Regions from separate parts of the Mus musculus genome. Here region 2 is linked to region 1. A link is a contact called in public HiChIP or PLAC-seq data. All regions are on one chromosome and are shown on one strand. The core of a region is the stretch at or near the end of the contact, and the rest is flanking DNA. Distances in the headings are between cores, read along the strand shown.

The links. HiChIP or PLAC-seq counts read pairs in DNA pulled down with a chosen protein or histone mark.
Region 2: a contact with region 1 is called in an H3K27ac HiChIP or PLAC-seq map of extraembryonic endoderm stem cells. The contact joins the enhancer-like site here to the promoter of Birc5 in region 1. A contact is called at or near these places in 2 of 39 promoter capture datasets (embryonic stem cells and neutrophils), 1 of 484 Hi-C or Micro-C datasets (embryonic stem cells), 6 of 115 datasets of contacts at active chromatin or transcription factors (bone marrow-derived macrophages, extraembryonic endoderm stem cells, large pre-B cells and 3 more) and 1 of 9 other capture datasets (embryonic stem cells).

What each region holds. Positions count from the first base shown.
Region 1 is chr11:117,846,360-117,851,206 of GRCm38.p6, forward strand. Birc5 (baculoviral IAP repeat-containing 5) reads left to right here and starts at 2,878. Exons shown (of 4, transcript NM_009689.2): 1 at 2,878-3,102; 2 at 3,395-3,504. The coding sequence starts at 2,992.
Region 2 is chr11:118,362,130-118,367,571 of GRCm38.p6, forward strand. No RefSeq gene overlaps it. Among named protein-coding and RNA genes, the nearest start is that of Timp2, 9.4 kb to the left of the region's middle. Within about 2 kb of position 1,257, at least 259 of the 459 cell types and tissues checked have an H3K27ac peak or open chromatin away from gene starts, as enhancers often do. A contact at or near this core is called in bone marrow-derived macrophages, extraembryonic endoderm stem cells, microglia and 2 more, where this site is marked.

The DNA.
Region 1 (4,847 bases), core at 1,628-4,127:
AACAGGAGGAGAGAACTGCCATGCCAGGAAAGAAGTAAAGACCAGGCCTTAGAAATGCAGGTTAGGGCTGGAGAGATGGCTCAGCAGTTAAGAGCACAGATTGCTCTTCCAAAGGTCCTGAGTTCAAATCCCAGAGACCACATGGCGGCTCATAACCATCTGTAATGAGATCTGATGCCCTCTTCTGGGATGTCAGAAGACAGCTACAGTGTACTTACATAATAAATAAGTAAATCTTTAAAATAAAAGGAAATGCAGGATAGAGAGACAGCCTCCATGTGACAACCGGGGAAGACAGGCCTCACCCCCAGCCCCCACCCAGGTCTAGGGCAACAAAGATGGAATAGAGTAATAACTGAGGAATATCAGAGGGGGGTGTGTTAGCCACGTGGTTGGGAGTGGCCCAACCATTGAGCCCAGAACATTGGGGCGGGTAGCAAGGAACTACCACTGGTGCCAGGTCGATTTCAGTAGGATTAATTAGTAACTGCAAGAGACATGGCTCAGAGGTTAAGAGCACTGGCTGCTCTTCCAGAGGTCCTGAGTTCATAACCATCTGTAATCAGATCTGCTGCCCTCTTCTGGCCTATAGACATACATTCAGGCAGAACGCTGTATACATAAATAAATAAATCTTTAAAAAATGTTTTTTGACTTAGGGCTGGGGAGATGGCTCAGTGAGTATGAGCACTTACTGTGTTCTTACCGGAGTTTGAATCCCTAGCACCAGTCTTAAAGGCCAGGCATGGCCACTGTGTATCTGTAAACCCAGCACTGTGAGGGGCAGAGGCAGGAGGACCAGTGGAGTTTCTGGTAGCCAGTGAGAAACTGTGTCTCAAGGGAATAGGGTAGAGAGTGTTAGAGTCTAACACCCAATGTACTCTGGACTCCACATGCATGTTTAGAAGTGTGTGCACTTACATATATGTACATACACCCACCCCCCCACCCCGAAACAAATCCCACATACAAGTACACACTTTTGAGCTGGGCTGGAACGATAGCTCTTTGGCAGAGTGCTGACCTAGCATGCATGAGGCCCTGTGTTTAAATCAGGCATGGTGGTGTGTGCCTATAATCCCAGCATTTGGGAGATGAAGGCAGGAGGATCAGAAGTTGTTTTATGAATTCAAGGCTAGCCTGGGCCACACTAGACCCTGACTAGGGTTTTTTCCTTTTGTTTTTGACTCCAGTTGGGCACGGTAACGACGACCTATTATTGTAGCACTAGGGAGTGTTGCTTGGTTTTTGCGCTACCACACTTCTGCTTCCCTTCCAACCTCCCAATGCTAGGAAAGAAAGGAGGTTAGAGGGGAAGGGGCGTAGACCTCTTTAGGCTACTTCCTGTTGATTTGGGATACTGGGCTCCTTGGGGCCTGTCCAGTCTTCTTCATCATTAGAATATCCAACTTCTTGTCTCTGCTTATGAATATTTGACAAACTGCAACAACAGTAACCAGGAGCAGCAGGTGGAGCAGCAGCAGGGTCGGGGAGCAGGAGCAGCAGCAAGCAGTGGGAGCACGGGGAACAGCAGGGGGAGGAGCAGCCTCTTCAGAGCACCCCTGTCTCTCTCAGGGCTCAAGGCATTTATACCCTCTAAAGACTTCCCAGAATTCCAAACAATAAACGCTCTCCTGAAGTTGGCAAAAATCACACCCTTGCGCAAGGCAAACCCTAATTATTTGCTGGGAAGCCACCTCTTACTCCACACCTGGGATTAAAACAAAAACACATTCATAAAACATAACTGGGCTTTTAGAGAAACTCAAATTCTCACTACAGGGAAGAGTCCTATCTGAACCGGGCCATGAGAGAGGAGAGGAAGAGATGAGAGAGGGAAGAGGACCAAGAGAGAAGTGGAAAGTTTCAGACCAAGGGAGCAAGCTGTAGAAATGGCTGGTCTATACAGGGAAGAGAAGCTCAAACGCTGGACTGGTGAGGTTTAGGATAGGGGCAGGGTGAGAAGAGCTGGGGGGAGCCACAGGAATTGATACTTGATCCATGTTTCTTCGGGACGTGACAAAACCCCTCTTGTTCCAGCTGCCTATGTGGTATGATCTGTTCTTCCTCACAATCTGTGAGGTGGCCTGGAGCTCATTGGAGGCCCACTGGCAGGAAGCCTACTGAGATTTATTGAAAAGGAAACCGAATTATCAGGGCACTCGTTTGCAACGCCAACCTGGGCTGTGTTCGGGGCATGCCCAGCCTGCTGTCTGCAGTGTGAAGCTCTTTAGAAGCCACTGCAACCACAGGCCGCCCGACAGGAACAGAGACACTGAAAACGGGCCCGCAGCAAGGCAGGCTCAGCAGCCAACAGTCACACCCAGGAAGCAGTATTTTTCTTCTGCTCCTGGACTCTCTTGCGGTGTATGGCTGCTTCCCTTTGGTCTGAGCCAGGCCGATGGTCTCAGAAATAGACACCCATTGACTTTCTTTTCCAGCGCTGGGACATACAGACCCCGCCTCCATCCCAGGGTGTCTATAGGAAGGATGGCGGCTGCTGCAGGGAGGAGGGTCTCCTGTCTTCCTAAGGGCGCCCCTCCACCAGCCTGTGGGTGGGTCCGAGGCACTTCCATTCCGATATCTAGCTGGCCAAATCCTGCAAACCTTGAGGCAGGAAGAACCTGCAGAGCACATGGGACTTGCAGCGGACATGCTTTAAAGAGGTGCCCCAGGCCCGTCCACCGCCCTCGGCCACCCTCCGTGTCCTCTGGGGAGCAGCTGCGGAAGATTCGAGTCAGAATAGCAAGAAGGAACCGCAGCAGAAGGTACAACTCCCAGCATGCCCTGCGCCCGCCACGCCCACAAGGCCAGGCGCAGATGGGCGTGGGGCGGGACTTTCCCGGCTCGCCTCGCGCCGTCCACTCCCAGAAGGCAGCGGGCGAGGGCGTGGGGCCGGGGCTCTCCCGGCATGCTCTGCGGCGCGCCTCCGCCCGCGCGATTTGAATCCTGCGTTTGAGTCGTCTTGGCGGAGGTTGTGGTGACGCCATCATGGGAGCTCCGGCGCTGCCCCAGATCTGGCAGCTGTACCTCAAGAACTACCGCATCGCCACCTTCAAGAACTGGCCCTTCCTGGAGGACTGCGCCTGCACCCCAGAGCGAGTGAGTCCCAGCTTCCAGCGACTCCACCCTGGGCCCGACGGTGCCTTAGTTGTGTGACCCGGGATCAGAACCCGCTATCCCCACCCTCGCTTCGTACTGTTAGCCAGGCTGCTTTGCTCTGCTCTGTCCTCCACGAGGCCACCCCCCCCCCCCGCTCTCCCCACCCTCTGCCTGAACCACTGTTAGCCTCCGGGCCTCTTCCCACTGTCCTCAGTTCTCGGCCCGGAACGATCTCTGGGAATCATGGGATAAGGTCAGACTGTTGATCCCGCTCACGAGCTGTCATTTTCAGATGGCGGAGGCTGGCTTCATCCACTGCCCTACCGAGAACGAGCCTGATTTGGCCCAGTGTTTTTTCTGCTTTAAGGAATTGGAAGGCTGGGAACCCGATGACAACCCGATGTAAGTCCCACAGGCTACTCTCGGTGGGTTTCCTGGTGTTCCCCTTCCATTGAGAGCCTTTTGGGTTGAACTGGAGTTGGGACAAACCATTTGTATTTAGTAGAAGAGCATGCTTCTTGCTCAAGTGTTCCAGTTATACAGCTCAGACTAGTCTTGAATTCTCAATTTCTGCCTTGGTTTCCTGAGTGTTGCCAACATGCATGGTTTTGCCTGAGGTTTTTTTGTTGTGTTTTGTTTTTGTTTTAAAACAGGGTTTGTCTGTGCAGCCTTGGCTGTCCTGGAACTCACTCTGTAGACCAGGCTGGCCTCGAACTCAGAAATCCGCCTGCCTCTGCCTCCCAAGTGCTGGGATTAAAGGCGTGCAGCACCACTGCCCAACCAAATTTTTAAATATGTTATTATTACTTAATTTATATTTCTATTTGTGTATGTTTGGATGTGGGTGTCATGGTGGATGTTGGTGTCAAGACAGCTTGGGGGGATAACTTCTCTCTTATTGTGTTGGTCCCTGGAATTGAGCTCAGGTGAGCAGGTTTGGCAGCAAGCATCCTCACCTGGGCCATTTCAGTGGCCCCTGTTTGGTTTCAGACCCCAGGAGTAGGAACTGAGGTGCTTATTCTACATATCAAAGCAGACCTGGACTCCAGGCTCTCCCAGCATCCCTCACTCCCTCCCTGGCATACTTTGCCCCCAACTCTGAACTTCCAGCCCAGGAACTGGGCAGCCCTTCCCCCCAGAGGCTCCACCCTATATAATCCAGGCATTTTGGACTTCTCTTCTTCTCTCTCTACATGTGTTCTTTCTCTCACCTTCCCATGGTGACTCCCCTGGCCTCAGTCCTTGAGCCCAGTGAATTCACCTGGGAGCAGCTTTCCAATAAACCTGCATTTCATAACATCTAATCTGGCTTGAATTGGTTCATTTAACCAGCAGAGAAATAATTTATAATCCTGGACTATGATTCATTAAAAACAGGTCTATTGAAATATAATCCATCTACTGCAAAAATCAGTAGCTTAGTGACTTTTTAAGGTCTTTTTAAAAATCTAAAAAAAAAAAAAAAATTAAAAAAAAAAAAAAGGCTGAGAGCTGGCTCAGAGGTTAAGACCACTTGTTGCTTTTACAGAAGACCCAGGTTTGGTTCCCAGCACCCACCTGGTGGCTCACAATCAATTACAACTCCAGTCCCGGAGGATCTGAGGCCCCCTTCTTGCTTCTGAGGACACTCAGCACACATGGGACACATCTACACAGAGCACTCATACATGCAAAGCAAAATTTAAAAAGAAAAAAAAAAGACTTAATGTTGTCTGTCTTTAGAGCTTACAAGCTGTGTTCTAACT
Region 2 (5,442 bases), core at 7-2,506, 510 kb after region 1:
GCATCTGGGTATCAGGAGCTGGGGGTGGGTGGGATCAGGCGAGGGTGCAGGTTGTCAGTGACAGGACACCCCTCCCCCAGCTTTAGAACTCTTCCCTCTATGGCAGTGGGAAGGCCTTGGCCATAGCTCATCAAGTACCCGCTTTTAGGTGATGTTTGCTTGGCCCGCCGCTCCTTTCACTTTGGCTTTCCTGTTATCCTGTCCCATTCATCTTTAAAGAGAGGGGGGCTTGGCATCTCCCACAATATGGCTCCCCTTTCCCAGGTGTGCATCCCATAAGCCTGTGAACACAGCATTCCATAGCCAACCTGCAGGCAGCCTTGTGTAAGGCATAACTTCATATCATAGTGACAGTCCTGCCCCCACCCATGTTGGTAGGGGGACTTCAGACTGGAAGGGAGGAGGGATGGATGGAGAGAGGAAGGGGTGGGTAGAGAGAGGGAGGGTGTCCTGGTGGGGAACAGGAAGCCTTGTGATGCTTGGCCCCAAAGAATTGCCACATCTGAACTATGCTGGATGGGCCAGCATCCCAGAGGAAGGCTGACTTGACAGTGACCGCCCAGCTTCAGCCTGTGCACAGGCTGGTGTCACAGGGAGGGACTCTGCAGGGGCCAGGTCCCTCCTCTCTCTTCCTTGGGGCTTCCATCCTAAGAAGGAGGCAAAGCCAGGGATCTCTGCCCTTTTCCCAGAAAAGAGAGGGGTTTGGAGAGCAGGCTGCTGTGGCTTTGGATTCTTAAAAGTCTCTGGCTTCCCCTTCTCCTCCTCTGGCCCCCCTTCAGCCCCCGGCCCCTGTCTACCCCCTCCACCTCCCTTAACCCCATCCCTCCTCTGGTCCCCCCACCCTGTCCCTCCTGGGCTCTCTGGGACCCTCTAGACCAGTTCAGTGAAGCACTGAGGAATGTAGCTGATGCAGGGAGTGGACGCCCCTGGCTGCTCTCATTTCCTCATGCCCAGGCTATTTCCTCTTGGCCCTGGGCATGTGGTCATGTGCTTTTGCTCATGAGGAGCGGGTTGTGATGGGAACCCTCGCCCCTCTGCTCTGCCTTTCCCCAGGAAGCAGCCTCAGCAGGCAGGGAGGGGTGAGGGACCCCAGAGCTTGCTGCCCAGCTCAGCAGGGGTTGCCTGAGGGTGGTGGTTTCAGGTTCCCTGGCCCGCTAGTCAGCTAGTCTGGCTAGTCTCTCTAGTCCCGGATGGGAGGCTCAAGAGGCTCGGGTTTCCCCCGCCACCACCACCATCCTCTGCTTCCTTTGGTGTTGGGGAGTGACAGCCTTTGGCCATGATGTCATTACCTAATCCAAACAGAAGGGAGGCTGGGCTCTGTGGTGAGCTGCAGGCCAGCAGCGCTGAGTGCTACAGCATGGTAAGGCTGTGTAGAGAACCCACCCCTTGCATCTCCCAGGTCCTCTTTTCCTTTCTGCGCTCCTGACCAGCCTCCCTTCCCTTTCTTCTTTCTGGAGATGCTGTAGCATCCCTGTGTCACCACCCCTCAGCCAGGAGTGCACACAGGGCTAGATGCAAAGTCAGCCCTATTCTCTCCAGGGGCAGAAGGACCAGGCTTGGGGTGGGTCTCATCCTAGCAAAGCGATGAGGAAGAAGAGGGGGAGCGAGGTTTCCTGGGAAGGGAGGCATGGTGTCCTGCATCTCCTCTGCTGTCTGAAGTGCAGATCCAGCATCTCTCTGCTTTGCTACAGCCTGCTCAGCTCTCCCTCAGCTATAAAGGGCTGTTCGGCATCAAAGGCAAGAGGAACCACTCAGGACAGTGGTATCCATTTGTGCCTGGAGCTTCCTGGGTAGAAATGCGCCCTGTGACAGACCCTGTCATCTGGTTCTGTCCTGGTGTCCTGTGACCCGGGAACACAGGTGAAAGCTAGTCATCCTGCCTCCTCAGCCCCCTTCTCTGCTTCTCCTGGCTGCAGAGCTGTGCCACTGTGCTCACAGGTAAAGTCAGGGAAACTCAGGGTGACCACGGCTTCCAGCACAGAATCCCTGCTGGGGTCCCTGCAGAGGCAGGAGGATGCTGTGGGCTCTGCCTTAGCACCTGGTCATTTGTGCTATAATTTTGGTGCTGTGGGAAAGCAGGGAATGTCTGGGACATGTCCCTCTAGTCATTCTTGGTGGCCCCATTAAATATCTCTTCCCCGTGGAGCCCGCTCAGCCCTCACACTCTTCCACCTAAAATCCTGGCCATCTGAACACGATAGAGACTGTCCCAGTCCCAGACCTGGGATGGCATGGTGACAGAGAGTGGCTTGATGAGGGATAAAAAAGGACTGTGCCCAGTGACCTACCACAGTGGCCTTATTTTAGACTGCTGTGGCTTGTCTCACAGCTGACTTGTTCACAGGTCTATCCTCCCAATCCACTGAATATTTCTTTTACTTTGTTTTGTTGAGACAGGGTCCCTGGCTGGCTTGGAACTGACTTTGCAAACCAGACTGGCCATGAACTCACAGAGATCCAGCTGCCTCCAGAGCACTGGGGTTACAAGTATGTACCACCAGGCCAGCCTCTGGGTGAATGTCTCTTAAGGTTGTAGTTCATTTGCTCAAAAGTATTTCTTGGGCACACAAGCCATGTGCCAAGGCTGTTCTGAAGCTGGGGCTACAGATAAGCAGGATCTCTGTCCTCTTGTGTGGCACAGACCACCGCTCAGTAGGAAATAAAAGGCATGGGCTTTGAAGATGGCTCAGTAGGTAAAGTGAATTTGATCCTATGTAAGAGCAGAGCGTGGTGGCTGTGCCTGCAAGCCTTGTACTGGGGAGGCAGAGTCAGGCTTTATCTCTGGGGTTGTGTGGCCAGCCAGTCTACCCGAACCAATAGCTCCAGGTTCAGCGAGAGACTCTGCCTCAAAAAAATAAGGGGGAGAGTCTTGAAAAAGACATCCCAATGTTGACCTCTGGCCTACACACACACAGGAAATACAGAGTATAACAGGCTCCATCCAATGGTGTTGCCTAGAGCCTTGTAGGGGCCCAAGTGAGGGGTGAAGGCTGCTGCCTGGGAGAAATAATGGTTCAGGGGTTGGAGGCAGAGTCCTCCAGATAGCTGGGTAGGCACACTTGGAGAGCCAGTGTGCTGGATGTGTAAGGCCAGGGCCCAGGAGCCAGGCTGGCTGTGAGGAGGGGAGTGGGGTGGAGCCAGCGGTCAGCAGGGTCTGAGATGAGCTTTGGTGCGGGGAGCCTGCAGCAGCTGTTGGTGGTGACTCACTGCTGAGCAGAAAGATTGGAAACACATGTTCCCTCGGAGAGGCAGGCGTATTCATTACTCAGAGCTGAGGGTTCCTGTTGAACCTGAACCTGGGTGGGGGTTCAGCTGGCAGCAGGCAGTGGTGAAGCCCGGCTCACTGTCATCACTTGAGCCACTGACCTTGGCTCACCCATGACCAGACCGTAGGAGACACCGAGGGTTCATTTCTAAGATAATGGCTGCCAAGTATCACATTAGCCAGTCTGGTTGCCCTGTTGTCTATCCATTGGAAGTTCTTTTGTAGTAAATACCAGATATCATAGTTCCCTTTGGAAAAAAAAATGTGTGTGTGTGTGTGTGTGTGTGTGTGTGTGTGTGTGTGCACTCCCCTCATGGCCTACCTAGCATGGCTCCTCCCACTACCTGGTGTGGCTCCTCCCACTTCCCAGCATGGCTCTGCCCCACCTGCCTTGTCCTCGTGTGCTTTCCAGGCAAGTCCATGACCTGGTACCACTGTCCCTCCAACTCCACCAACACTCTTAGTTCAAATCCTTCCTTGCAATTCTTTCTTCTCCAAGGCCTGTTCTCCACCTGAGTGGGTCTGCACTGGTCGGAAAGAGCAGCATTCTAGAGAGATCAGAATGTCCCCTCAGGAGGCCCCTGGGTGGGAAGGAAAACACTTGAGCCACGATAGCCCGATAGCCGGTCTAGGAAACAATAGCCCCCTTGGACTCTTTCAGAATGGAAGATGCTCTCAAAGCTCAGCCCTGGAGGAAGCTCCATACTTTCTGACCCTGTTCCTGAAATTTGAGAGAGGTGTGTTCCCAGAAGGTTGTGTGCAGCCCCATTCCCAAGGCCTCTGATCTCTCCGGCCCTGGTAGAGAGGGAAATCTAAACCACGAGCAGGCAGCTGCTCTGGGCTGGAGGGTTATCTGGAAGGTGTGTCCTGGCTGCTCCAGGCTGGAGGGTCATCTGGAAGGTGTGTCTTGGCTGCTGCTCTCATGATGCTGGCTGCCAGGGAAAGGACTGCTTTCAGATTCTCTGTGATCTGAGAAGGAAAACAAGAGCAGGAGGGGAAGGGGGACTTGACTCACAGACTCAAGGATGCAACTGTGACCCTTGGCCTGGTTTGCAGAGGGAGAAACACAACAGATCTATGGCTGAGACAGTCCGGCTTTCATAACCATCCTCTCTCTCCTCTGGACCCAGGGCGGCAAGAGCTCTGTCTGCTGTTCTGAAGGGCAGTGACATAAAGCAGTCGCCACTGTGAGCACTGTCCCGAGATGTGGAAACGTGAATGGTTGGAGTCACCACAGCCCCAAATTTCCCCATCAAAAATGTCCGTCAGGACCATACCATTAAACCCAGCCAGCAGTCAGAAAGCAGAGGCAAGTGGATCTCTTTGAGTCTGAGTCTAGGGAAGGCTACGTAGTGATACTTTGTCTGAAAAAGCCCCAAACAGAAAACAGACAGCCACAAAGTACACCTCAGCTGGGGAGATGAGTCAGCGGGTAAGAGCACTGGCTGCTCTTGCAGAAGACCTGAACTCAGTTCTCTGTTGTGATTTGGTTTATTGCTTGTATTGTTAATTGGGTTCCCAAAATTACAGGAATTCGCACGTCTGCACTTAAGACACTGAGGGTCCACAGCATCAGTTGGCTTTGATTGGTAAATATTAAGTTGCTGGAGGCCAATGGTTGGGCAGCGAAACAGAGGCGGGACTTTTAGGATTCCTAGGCAAAAAGCAAAGGAAGAAGAGAAAGGGATTGCTATGGCAGGAAAGGGATAAGATCCAGGCTTGAAAGTGGCAGAAGAGAAAGCTTACAATCATGTAAGAGCCGGGCAAGAACAGCTTCAGCCCCCTCCCCCCAGCTGGGTGTCTAGGGTAGCAAAGATGAAATATCTTTAATAAGTAATAACTCAGGAGTATCGGCGGGGAGGTGTCAGCAACGTGGAAGTTTGGGAGTGCCCAGCCCTTGAGCTGATTAAGGCATATTAAATATAAGCTGCATGTGTGTCTTTTATCTGAGAATCCACAATATTGGGGCGTTATCGAGGAACTCACACTGCCGCTGCTGGGGAGATCAAAGTAGGTTAATTAACAACAGCACATGTCCCCAGCACCACATAGTGACTCGCAAAAATCCAGTTCCAGGGAATCCACCCTCTTCTGATACTGTATGTACATGGTAAACAAACACACATGTATGCAAAACACCTATACATGTAAAAATAAAAATAAAAATAAATAAATCT